Linked DNA regions of Mus musculus: region 1 is linked to region 2. The links are chromatin contacts, called in public ChIA-PET maps. All regions are on one chromosome and are shown on one strand. The core of a region is the stretch at or near the end of the contact, and the rest is flanking DNA. Distances in the headings are between cores, read along the strand shown.

Evidence for each region. ChIA-PET counts read pairs in DNA pulled down with a chosen protein or histone mark.
Region 1: an RNA polymerase II ChIA-PET map of memory CD8 T cells shows a contact between it and region 2, with 849 read pairs. The contact joins two enhancer-like sites. A contact is called at or near these places in 1 of 39 promoter capture datasets (embryonic stem cells), 10 of 484 Hi-C or Micro-C datasets (the N1E-115 cell line, the P5424 cell line, cortical neurons and 3 more), 2 of 115 datasets of contacts at active chromatin or transcription factors (embryonic stem cells and memory CD8 T cells) and 2 of 9 other capture datasets (adipose tissue and pancreatic islet).

The regions. Positions count from the first base shown.
Region 1 is chr2:71,937,559-71,943,784 of GRCm38.p6, reverse strand. It overlaps Gm46785 (a long non-coding RNA gene), which reads right to left and starts at 5,949. Exons shown (of 3, transcript XR_001783614.1): 1 at 5,891-5,949; 2 at 5,192-5,247; 3 at 1,752-1,948. Within about 2 kb of position 2,159, at least 32 of the 459 cell types and tissues checked have an H3K27ac peak or open chromatin away from gene starts, as enhancers often do. A contact at or near this core is called in the P5424 cell line and memory CD8 T cells, where this site is marked.
Region 2 is chr2:71,809,522-71,815,954 of GRCm38.p6, reverse strand. All of the region lies in intron 1 of Itga6 (integrin alpha 6), which reads right to left. Among named protein-coding and RNA genes, the nearest start is that of Itga6, 26 kb to the right of the region's middle. Within about 2 kb of position 1,749, at least 203 of the 459 cell types and tissues checked have an H3K27ac peak or open chromatin away from gene starts, as enhancers often do. A contact at or near this core is called in the P5424 cell line and memory CD8 T cells, where this site is marked.

The DNA.
Region 1 (6,226 bases), core at 910-3,409, 130 kb before region 2:
TGTTCAGAGCCAGATAGGCCCAATGAGATGGTTAAATGGAAAAATGTCCTTGATAATAAATGGTATGGCCCGGATCCTATTTTGATAAGATCCAGGGGAGCGGTTTGTGTTTTCCCACAGAATGAAGACAACCCATTTTGGATACCAGAAAGACTCACCCGAAAAATCCAGACTGACCAAGGGAATACTGATGTCCCTCGTCTTGGTGATGTCCAGGGCGTCAATAATAAAGAGAGAGCAGCGTTGGGGGATAATGTCGACATTTCCACTCCTAATGACGGTGATGTATAATGCTCAAGTATTCCCCTGCTTTTTTACCACTAACTAGGAACTGGGTTTGGCCTTGATTCAGACAGCCTTGGCTCTGTCTGGACAGGTCCAGACGACTGACACCATTAACACTTTGTCAGCCTCGTGACTACAGTCATAGATAAACAGGCCTCAGCTAATGTCAAGATACAGGGAGGTCTCATGCTGGTTAATCAACTCATAGATCTTGTCCAGAAACAACTAGATGTATTATGGCAAATAACTCAGCTGGGATGTGAACAAAAGTTTCCGGGATTGTCCATTACTTCCATTCAGTATGAGAATTTTACTAGGGCAGCTAATTTGTCAAAAAGTCTTTTTCAGTATATGTTACAGAATTGGACGGCTGAATTTGAACAGATCCTTCGGGAATTGAGACTTCAGGTCAACTCCACGCGCTTGGACCTGTCCCTGACCAAAGGATTACCCAATTGGATCTCCTCAGCATTTCCCTTCTTTAAAGAATGGGTGGGATTGATATTATTTGGAGATACACTTTGCTGTGGATTAGTGTTGCTTCTTTGGTTGGTCTGTAAGCTTAAGGCCCAAACTAGGAGAGACAAGGTGGTTATTGCCCAGGCACTTGCAGCTCTAGAACATGGTGCTTCCCCTGATATATCTATGCTTAGGCAATAGGTCGCTGGCCACTCAGCTCTTGCATCCCACGAGGCTAGACTCATTGCACGGGATAGAGTGAGTGTGCTTCAGCAGCCCGAGAGAGTTGCACGGCTAAGCACTGCAGTAGAAGGGCTCTGCGGCATATATGAGCCTATTCTAGGGAGACATGTCATCTTTCAAGAAGGTTGAGTGTCCAAGTGTCCTTCTCTCCAGGCAAAACGACACGGGAGCAGGTCAGGGTTGCTCTGGGTAAAAGCCTGTGAGCCTAAGAGCTAATCCTGTACATGGCTCCTTTACCTGCACACTGGGGATTTGACCTCTATCTCCACTCTCATTAATATGGGTGGCCTATTGCTCTTATTAAAAGGAAAGGGGGAGATGTTGGGAGCCGCCCCCACATTCGCCGTCACAAGATGGCGCTGTCAGCTGTGTTCTAAGTGGTAAACAAATAATCTGCGCATGTGCCAAGAGTAATTTTCCACTACATGTACTCTGCCTTTACTCGGCCATGGGCTGCAGCCAATCAGGGAGTGATGCGTCCTAGGCGAAGGATAACTCTCCTAAATAGGGACAGGGTTTCGCTTTCGTTTTGGGGGCCTTTCGTTTTTGGGGCTTGGGGCTTGCGCTCCTGGCTCCTGAAGATGTAAGCAATAAAGTTTTGCCGCAGAAGATTCTGGTTTGTTGTGTTCTTCCTGGCCGGTCGTGAGAACGCGTTTAAGAGTTTGTTTATTTATTTTTGGTCAGAATCAAGTTATCAATGAGTATACACTGGTTCCAAAAAAAGTGTTCTTATAAAGTAGAAAAAGAATAGTCTAATTCATGTATCCAGGAAATATGAACTGGGCAAACACTGTCAAATATCCTGGGATATTCCAGGATTCACAAATGAGCAGAACAGATTTGCCCTCCGGTGAGCGAGAAGCATCAAGAACAAGTACTGACGTGTGTCTGCCATGGTGGTAACGATGACAACAGAAGATGTCTATGAGATACATGCAGCTGGAACTGGCCACATCACGGTCTGGAAATTGAAGGAGGGTCAAAGAAAGTTCCACAACATGATACTAGGAAGTGTAGCAGCCCCCCAGACCTTAGCACCACTGACCCCATGATGGAAGTTTCATTCAGGCCTTGGAACCCAGCATACATGGAACCTACAGGCAGCCCCACCTGCCACAATAAGATCAAAGACTTACTCTATCAACACTATAGTTCTGGGAAAGTCCCTAAATGTGCTAACCTTGCTTTTTGGCTTCTGTGTAGTTCTGCTTCTGGCTAACAGTTCTTGCTAACTGAGGTGTGTTAACCCAGGATGTGGTTTTTGTGTTTAAAAGCTCACCTTCAGAAAGGCTCAGAACTGCACTCTGGGGAGCTGGAGAGATGGCTCAGTGGGTGAAAGCACTGACAACTCCTCCAAAGGTCCTGAGTTCAAATCCCAGCAACCACATGGTGGCTCACAACCACCCGTAATGAGATCTGTTGCCCTCTTCTGGTGTGTCTGAAGTCAGCTACAGTGTACCTATGTATAATAATAAATAAATCTTAAAAAAAAAAAAAAGAACTGCACTCTGGTTCTGAACACTCAGTGTAGTCAACGGTTAGCTAATAAAGACCTTCTATTGACTTGAACCCTTGTCTGAGTGGTCTTCTCTGGTGACACCTCACAACAGAAAAATAGGCTGTCTACAGAGGTCTCAAGCCTTGACAAACAGCTTCAAATTAACGGTATCCTTTCTGCTATGTATGTATGTATTATGTCTGTATGTATGTATGTATTTCATGTCTTTTCTATGTTTGTGGCAGAAAAACATCTCTTAAGGAAGATAATGGATAATAGGTGCACTGGTTTCCAAACTTGGATCTGTGGTTTTGCCTCTTTTCCCCCCATTCTCCTTTGTTTTCTTCCTCTCCCAGTATTTCCCCCCATAATGACTTCAACTGAGAGAACAGATATGTTGGGAAACAAGAAGCTGTGATTTCTCGACCTGTTGATCCTATTCCCACCGTTAAAGGCCAAAGCACGCCAACTCAGTAGGAATGACCAACCAAGGAATCAACCATCATCATTCATACAGCCATACACCATAGGATGCTACTCCTGAAAGTTACCAGGTTAAAAATCATCAACCTAATGGGATCTCTGCATGAATACCAACATTTTTGCATTCTAAACTCTACAGTTATATTTTGTAGAGAGATCTCCCCGCCCAGTATCTCTTGCAGGAATTCCTTCTGATATCCCACGTAGATAAACTGGCAAGCCATTATATCTGTTTAAATCTCAACCTGGTTTCTAGAAGGTTCTTTTGCCTTTGAAAATGTTGCTGAATCTTTCTCACTTTGATTGGTGAGTGAACAGTTAAAAAGCACCTACTTTGTGTCAAGGCTGTATTTCAGCCAGATATGAACCTAGTGTGTACTCTTTAATAGTGTTAGGGAATTACTGCAGGCATGAACTCTGCCCAGGGACCCTCTGCATTCCATCATGGGAGATAAAAGCAAGAAGTTTCCCTACCGGATGCTGCCTTTCATCCCTACAACTACAGCCTCTAGAACCATGAGTCTAACAAACATCTATTGATTATTGCCGCAGACCCTCTGGGCCCCTTTGTCTGCGTGGAACGGGTCTCTGGGGCAGGTGGGCAAAGCGTTGGATGGAATGACAGACAGATGCACACAGGAGAGGCTGTGTAGAATCTGAATGTAATTTGTCAAATCGAGCATCAAACTTTTTATACAGAAGAAAATAGGGAAGTTGGGTGACACACCAGCAAGGTACAAAGAGGTTACTGGATTCTTACACAAAACAGAGGAATACAAACACAGAAGGTCTAACAGGAACCACCTGGGATAGAATTCATTGTTAACAACTGGGATCAAAAAGAGTTCCACCTAAAGTTCACTTAATCTTAGAAGCCAGGGTCAAGGGCTTCGTGCCCTTGCCATAGTTCCTATTTTAGTCTATTGTATAGTCCACCTTCTCCCCTAGGCCACTGTAAATACATGTGTATGGGTGTAACTCAGCTATCTATAGTTCTAAGTATCTACTCTGGTTCCTCCTTAGGTCTCAAACTTCATTCTTCCTAGATGATGGTAAATTCCTGTGTAGAGCAGTGACCTAGCTTTTATTCAAAGTGATAGTGTAATACCAGAGGCAATTCTGAATGTCACTGAATAGGCAACATTCTTACTGAATTCCAAGCCCATTGTCTGCTCAAGGACTTTCTAGGACGTTGGAACACTGGTGAAGGCTTAGCTATGTCAGAATTCAATCTTAAAAGGCATTATAATAAGATAATACTAAAAGAGAGCATGTGGATCCATGCACCAGACTAACGCGAGAATAGAATATGAGTATATGGGTTAAAGAGAATGCCAGACTCCAGGAGGTGAGTTTCCGTGAAACTCTCTGCCTCTAGAGTGGCTTCCAGGCCTCTTGGCCTGTCAAGCTGACTCAACCAGAGTGCATGGCAGATTATAAAATGCAGAAAGGTGCTTTTCTATTGTAGTGGACAGACAAAGGCAGGGAGAAAGGGAAAGCAACAACATCTTTGAACACTAAGGAATCAACTTCCCAAACTTCCTTTCCTGCCTAACCAGTAAACCTGTGGCTCACTGTGGCTGCCAAAAACAACACTCTTCACCATTTTTAAATCAAAGCAAATCGTGGTGACATCACCAAAACCTTTTCATCACATGACCAGAAATCCCAGTTCCCTAATAGTTGTGCAAATGGGCTTGACATTCAGTCTGAGACTAAGCTTTGAAACCAGAAGGTCTGCCATCCAGATATCGCTAGCGATTTGTAGCTAAAAATACAGTCACCAAACACAGAAAGGGGAGCTATGTCTTAGCAGGAGATGACACTCTGATGTATGATACTAATTTTAAACTCTTAAGTTTGAAAGGGCAGGGCATGAAATTGGAGCCTCGCTGATTCACAGACAAATAAGGAACCAGCCGTCTGGGAAGGCCGGGTGGGAGTTTGTCTTCCTCTCTGCAGACTCACTCAGCACTCCAAAAAATGCTTTTCTCTTTCAAGATCAAAGATGCTGTTTTTGTCAAGACTCCCAAGACTTTCTGTAGAAACAAAGAAAGGAGCAAGATGCCAGCTTTCTGTTCTCCTGTCCAATTGCTAGTTGGTGGAGTAAATGTTACTATGTTACTTTCTGTTCTCCTGTCCAATTGCTAGTTGGTGTAGATGTTACTATGTTTTCTTTCTCCAAATTTCCCTCCTAGAGTATTTAAGTTTTTGCTCCTTTACCTGATTTCAATTTCCTTGTAACTCTGGTAGTAGAATTTTCTTCTAAGACAGATATGCTGGGGATAAAGAGGTGGCTCAGTAAGAATGGTTCTTCCAGAAGAGGAATTTCCCAGCACTGCATGGCAACACCTGTCTGTAATTCCAGTTCCAGGGCATCCGACACCCTCTTCTGGCCTCAACAGGCACCAGGCACGCAGAATGTACAGGCATACATGCATGCAGGCAAATAACTCATATGTACATACATACATTAAAAAAAATTAAAAACATGTTGACTATTTTCTTTCTTCTATAGCATGTTTGACTGTGGACACTGTTGTAATTATTAAAAGATAAAGAAATATTAAGATATGTTCTATGGTGGTGTGGTGAGATATGGGGGAAGGGGGTACCTCTGCGGGCCCATGCCAAGGCATCCCTTCCCCCTGAGGGACCAGACACACTATATAGCATAGAATATTTATTTAGGGCATGGGGAGGGGAGTTGAGAGGGTAGTGGAGGCAGAGAAAGGCAGAGAGATGAGAAATAGAGGCTGGCTATGACCACGTGGAGAGAAGGTGGGGAGGGCGAAGGGAAGGGAAAAGCCCAAGAGGGCAAGAAAGAAATGAGAGAGAAGCAAGAGTAAGAGGCAAGAGAAAGACAAGAGTAAGAGAGAGAGGAGGGGGCAAGCAGCCCCTTTAATAGTGGGCCAAGCCTACCTGACTGTTGCCAGGTAACTGAGGGGAGAAGCATGCCTGGCTGTTGCCTGGTAACTGTGGGGGTGGAGTCCAGACAGAGAACCAGCAGACACAAAAAAGAAAAAGAAGAGAAAGAGACACAGATTACCCCTTTTGCTACTTCTTTATGCCCTGATTTATGACATTTATCAACATGTTCCACATTGTGGATATCTTTATAGCAAATAGAATCATGTAAACAACAGTCTATGAAGAATTTTCAAAATCATTATTAGTTTAGGGTGTTTTTAATAACAACCCTTCCCCTGAAAAAAATAGATGGAGGGAATATTAGACTTCTTAGTGGAAGCAACTGAG
Region 2 (6,433 bases), core at 500-2,999:
TTGAGTTCCAGTCCTGACTTCCTTGGTGATCAACAGCAGTATGGAAGTGTAAGCCGAATAAACCCTTTCCTCCCCAACTTGCTTCTTGGTCGTAATGTTTTGGGCAGGAATAGAAACCCTGACTAAGACAGGTATCCTCCAGGGAACACTTTGACTACACCTAGCTTTGCAACACTGTATCTACAGATTAAGAATCCAACTCTTGCCCATGTCACAATTAATCTCTTCCCTTTTTCTTTTTCTTCAGCTCTATTGAGGATATAGTTGACAAGGAGAATCTCCATCTATTTAAAGTGCAACACGTGATGTTCTGTCTCATGGGTACATGATACAAGCTCCCCCATATCAACCAGTCTCCCACAAAGGCTGAGAAATGAAGTGGCAGCTGTGGGTGGGACATTCCTCTTCTCTCCACCCCAGACTTTCCCCAAGGAGTGGCTCCTAATCCCAACTCATGATCGGCAGGCAGCGGAGAGCTTTCACTTCATTAGCAGAGGGGCTGGCTGGTCACGTGGTTTACAACCTCTAGGGTAAGAAACAAACAATACAAGAGACAGAAAGAAAGAACACACACCGGACCACACAGAGAAGTGGAAACCAGAGCTTTGAGGTATGGGCTGGAGATGGAAAGCCAGCTGGGAACAAACAATAAACCCTCTGAAGGGAGCAAAGTGCACTGGGAAGCCTGCAGGGTCAGGTGCAAAAGGAACAACAAAAACCAACGCTAGCTAACATCAGCAAAGTGCACTGGGAAGCCTGCAGGGTCAGGTGCAAAATGAACAACAAAAACCAACTCTAGCTAACATCCCCACTACCTCTTCCTTGCTGGGATGGATCCCAGTTAAAAAGTAAATACACTAACGGCTATGCTGCTGCAGGTGCAACAGGGGGAAGGGGATCACATCTGCCCAGGAGAAACAGGAGCATGACGATGGCTTCCATGGGGACAGTGGCTGCCCTTCCTACCAGACAGATAACCCATCTCCTCACCTGAGGCAGTTCGCACTGCCCACTTCTAGTTCCAAGTCTACATTGGAAATGATGAACCCGCACACACCAAAGCAACGGAACTGAAGTGGAGACTTAGGGAAGCAATTGCCCCCCGGGTCCCCAAATTTATCAATCAATAGGGGGTATAGAGAAGCCAGGGTGCAGGGGTCTGCATAGGCCCACCAGGTATCCAAGTAACACTGTCCCTGCAGGAGCTCACAATACCTGAGAGACGAGGTGGCCTAGAATGTGCAGAGAATGGGTTTTGATGCTTGGCAGATGTGGGATGGACCCTGTGCTGGGGTGGCTAGAGAAACAAACAATGAGCTGAACCATGAGTAAACAGAAGCTAAGGAGCCTGCACCCTCCCATTTGATAGGAAATCGAGGCCTTGACAGAGATTAATTATGAGGCCTCTGGACCTCACAGCCAGGTGCCAGGCAGGACAAAGATTACCTAGAAACAGTGTCCCTGTCCCTGCGTAATGAATGCTCCCCAAGAAACAAAACTGAACAACTAAAACGTTTAGCACAAAAGCCAGCCTATAACAATGACACACTGAAATAAAAACCACTGGCATACTGACAGATTTAAGTCTGACTCCCAGCAGGCGAAGGGAAAAAGAACCCAGGCCCAATGGTGGGTAAAGGTAACCAACTGCCAAGAGGAGACTCAAAGGGCAGCTCCGACAGCCTAGACAGCTTTCCCTCCTCTAACCACTTCCTCTTACACACACCCAAGGAGGCTGCTAAGGGTGGCAGGCTACTTCCTGTTTACCAAGCTCCTCCTACAGCCAATTACTGCTTCAACAAGTACTGCCCCAGGATGCATAAGGGACGGCCTCCCAGGTAGCTTCCATCTCCTAAAACTCCAGTGTGGCTCCACCTGATCCAGAAGTAGCTAGCTCAGAAAAGGACTGGGAGGGAGAGGGCAAGTGCTTTGTAGAGAGAGTGCTACCAGGAAATGACAGCAGAAGAGACCTAGGAGGGACAGCAGAGAACAGGCAAGACTGGCTTTGCTTCCAAGGGAGGAGCTAGAGCAGTGGGTCTCAACACTCCTAATGCCACCACCCTTTAGTACGGTTCCTCATGTTATGGTGACCCCCAACCATAACATTATCTTTGTTGCTACTTCATAACTGTAATTCTGCTACTGTTATGAAACATAATGTAAATATCTGATATTTGAACCTAGTGAAAGAAAGGGTTGTTTGACCCCTGAAGGGGTCACGACCCACAAGTTAAGAAGCACTGAGATAGCCGCCGTAGGAGACTGGAGTCTGGTGATTTGGTAAGTGGAGTTGAAGATGGACAGACAGCCTGGTGAGAAGACAGGCTCAGGGGAGAGAGGTAGGAGAGGAGGCCCGCAGAGCCTAAGGATGCAGCCATCTCTTGAGCCTTTCTGGGTCCCTACATGGGATAGGCACTTCAAAGGTTTCCAGCAACATGAACAAGCTGTGCAGAGGCTGGAGGGATGACTCAGTGGTTAGTGCACCTGCCTGTTCTTTCCCAGAGGAGCAAAGTTCGGAGTCCAGCATCATCAAGTCTAATGCCTATAACTCCAAAGCCCTTTTCTGGCTTCCGCGGGCGGGGGGGGGGGGGGGGGCGTGCACGCGGGCTCTCTCTCTCTCTCTCTCTCTCTCTCTCTCTCTCTCTCGCGCACGCACGCACACACACACACACACACACACACACACACACACGTTTAAACAATAACAGACTGTGGAGGTTACTCCATGCACAGCCACAGGTCTTCAGAGCCAAGGGCTTTCTCCAACCCTTCTCTCCTCCATCCCCGGTGGGGCACAGGCATTGGACAGAGAAGGAAGTGGCGGACTGCATAGAATAAAGGAAGGAGCCAGGTTGTCAGGCATAAAGACAATGTTAAGAGGCATACATCTATAAAGGATAATGCCAGTTGAAAGGGTGCCTACCCCAGACTCTGCCCACACGGCTTCTTAAGCATCCTGTTTCCATTTCAGATACCTTCTGGGAGGGAGGGAAGAGGATCCACACCGGCTGCAGGAGTGGGTGGCTACAAAAGGGAATGGCCTGCCAGCAGAGGGCGCCTGTTGCACCACTCTGCATTTCAAGGCTATACTGCGAGCTAATCCAATACAACGGCAGGTCCCAGAAACAGATGAATAAAGTCACCCCAACACTCAGCAACCATTGGGGACCCATTTCTCACAGTTACCCTGGTTCAGAGATTAGCAAAAAGGCTCTTAATCTCACTTGGAATCAGCTTTATATACAGTCACAGTCCATTAGTTCAAGCTATGTCTGTGAAGAACAAATAAATGAGCAAAACTAGACCAGTATGCAAACAAGGACACCGGGGACAACCGTCTACTTCTAATCTAAGTCATTTTAGGTCATGGTGTAGGTTAAATGCTAGGCACACATTGATTCTTGAGCTGCCAGGTGCTTGTAGGTTCTGGAAGAATAGCCCATTTCAACCAACCCCTCAAAACGCGTGCCAAAATCTGGCTTTTGTATAAATCCAAAGCTTCCTCCCGGTTCCTCACAGGAAGGGCTGGGCGCCTGGCTGCCCAGACGGGTTTAGTAAGGGAACCAGGTGCTCTGTGTGCATTACTGCTCTGTGGGCACCAAGTCAACTCCAAGGACCAGGGCTGCAGGTATGCCACTGTCTCTCTGCTGCTGCCATACTCTCAAGACTCTGTCTCTCTGTCTCTGTGTGTATGTCCCTCTCTCTCAGAGACATCTGTCTGTCTGTCTGTCTGTGTGTCTCTCTCCCTCTCCCAGAGACAGGGTTTCCCTGTGTAGTGCCAGGCTGTCCTAGAACTCAGAGCTCCACCTATCTCTGCCTGGGATGAAAGGTGTGTACCACCATGCTCATAAGTAGAAGCCTGAACTACAGCAGCAGCTCTGCACTCTACAGACAGGCTGGGGTGGGAGCGGGGAAGCGAGTCAGGCCTTGTAGGGGCAGGAGCAATGGAAACTAACAAGAGCAGCATCCAAAACCCTGTTCCCATATCAGGTCCAAAGGAGAGACTACAAACATGGGGCCAGTGTCTAGAGTTTGGCACTAGGAAAAGTCACTGTTCAAACTGCTTGCCTTAGAGCCACTAGACAGCGACTTCTACTAAGTTTTGTTATTTTTCCCGTGTTTTGGGGGGAGGGCAGGATTTCTGAGGCAGGAATTTCCTCTAATGCACCATCTTTCTTCCCTCAGCCTCCCAGGGCTGGATTAAAGTTGAGCCACCATGGCCACCTTCCACCGAGTTGCAAAGTTGTACTGGAGTAACTCCCTGAAGATTTCAACATATTGGAAAATATTTAAAGATAAGACGCAAGAGGCTGGAGAGATGGCTCAGTGGTTAAGCGCTGCTCTTCCAGAAGACCCCATGTTTGGTCCCAGGACCCACACTGGTAGCTCACAACTATCTGTAACTCCAGTTCTAGGGGATCCGAATCCTCTTCTAACCTGCACCGACACTAGGCACACACGGTACACACTGTACATGCAGACAAACAAACAACAAAATCCTTTAAAAAACCCTCAAAACCACAGCACCATCTTTAGCAAGAAATAAACTCTGTCACAGAGAAAGGCGATGTCAAAAAGCATGGTGGTCACTCAGAGTAAGACATAAACTGAGGTCTTCAAAGGAGACCACGTTTACAGGCTAAAGGCTCTGGATGCACTACCACAGTCTGAATAAGCTATCCTAGAATCCAGAGCGGGCCACTCCACCAGTCACTCATATTTGCACGTCTCCCCCGACAGCTGGCCTACTTCTGTATTAACTATTTCCATCAAGCGTCCTAAACACTGGCATTCTTCAAGCTTTAAAGACAATAGCAGCTTTGCTTCATTGTCTTAGGCAATAATTCATTTCCTTAAGGATTAAAGAGTGTGCCTCTAGCTACTCAACTCTGTCTCGGGAAATGTGAACTATTGCTTCATTAGAACAAGGCCACTATTATTGCTTAATTTAAAACACTGTCTTCTCAGCTCATTTGATTGAAGACCTGAAAAAGCAGGCCACAGCATTACCCAGAGAACTGTGTCGCTCTGACATCTAGAGCCATCTTCAAACTCAATATTTCATTTTTTTTTTTGTAAAATAAATAATAAAGGAAGGCAGGCAGGCAGGCAAGCAAGCAAGAACGAACAAACAAACTTAGGGTCGAAGTAATAGATTCTAAACTCATCCCAGGCTACAGAAATGGGCAACTCTTACTTTTATTCTAGATTTAACCTCTCTTTATTTATAGATTGTGATATTTATTTCTTGATTAGCCAATGTTGGCCCTATCATCAGAAGGGGAAGCCAACAAGACACTTGTTGCTTTGGGTTGTATTGGCTATGTTCCGTTTTAAATTCTTGAACTTCTATTTCCTTTCCAACATTTGATAAAAATCTCAGTTCCTTCAATGAGTGAGATGAAGGTGCAAGCATTCTGATATTCCTTCTTTCCAGACATTCCTCTTCATTTCCCAAGTCCTACTATGTGTTATCTTTCATTTACAATGAAACCAAGTCACCTTTTGGCAACCACAATTCGCTCATCTCTCTCTTTTTTTTTTTAACAGACCCAGATATTATTCAGTGTGAAGTATAAATTGAAGTGGAAATTTCTGGTTTCTTTGGAAACTCAGTTGTGGTATTTTTCTAGAAGCTGTTTTACGAGAGGATGTTTGGCTGAAGCAGACACGTGACAGGGCATGTGATGTTTTGCTTGAGCGAGCGCTGGAGAGGGTGTATGCTGTTTGAAAAGAGTATAAATGGAACCCCACAAACAGTGAGAGGCCGCTGTCGCATTGTGACGCAGTGCACCACTTAGGTCTCGCTTCTTCGCTGGCCTTTACTATGTAGAGAGAAATGCACCAAAGAACTTCTTGTGGTATTCCAGCTGATTCTGGCTGCTTCCACGGACTCAAGCCAATTCAGAGGAGCTCTGTGGTTCCTGTTGGACCGAGCCTCCTCTACCGATTCATGTTTGGCGTTTGCTATTGGACCACACTGCTGGTATCCTGACAACAAGGAGTGGAGTTGCTCACCCCAAAGAACGACTGTTAAACAGGTCCACACCCCCCTTTTCCTATTAACCTTCTTTCTCCCCCATCTCTGGTTGAGGTATTTGTTAGAAGGGAGGTTGAAGTGTTGTTAAGAACCCTAAGTAAAGTAGATTTAGAGAAAAGCCTAAGCCGACAATAAATGGATGGAGGACCAGTACCAGAATCAGACGTCAGTGTCCTCACAGGAAGCTGTCTCTAATGTTGAGGTCAAGCAAACTTTCTCCCCCACGTTCCATCATGTGGTGTGATTCATGTTCAGACCCTGACCTTTGTTTTCCTGGTGTTTCTACCGCCTTTCTTTTTCTAGTTTCACTTCGCTTTATCTTGACTCCTAAGCTCCCAATCATGCTTTGTAGTAGGTCCAGACATTGCCCTTGCTCAGACTCCTGTTTATCTG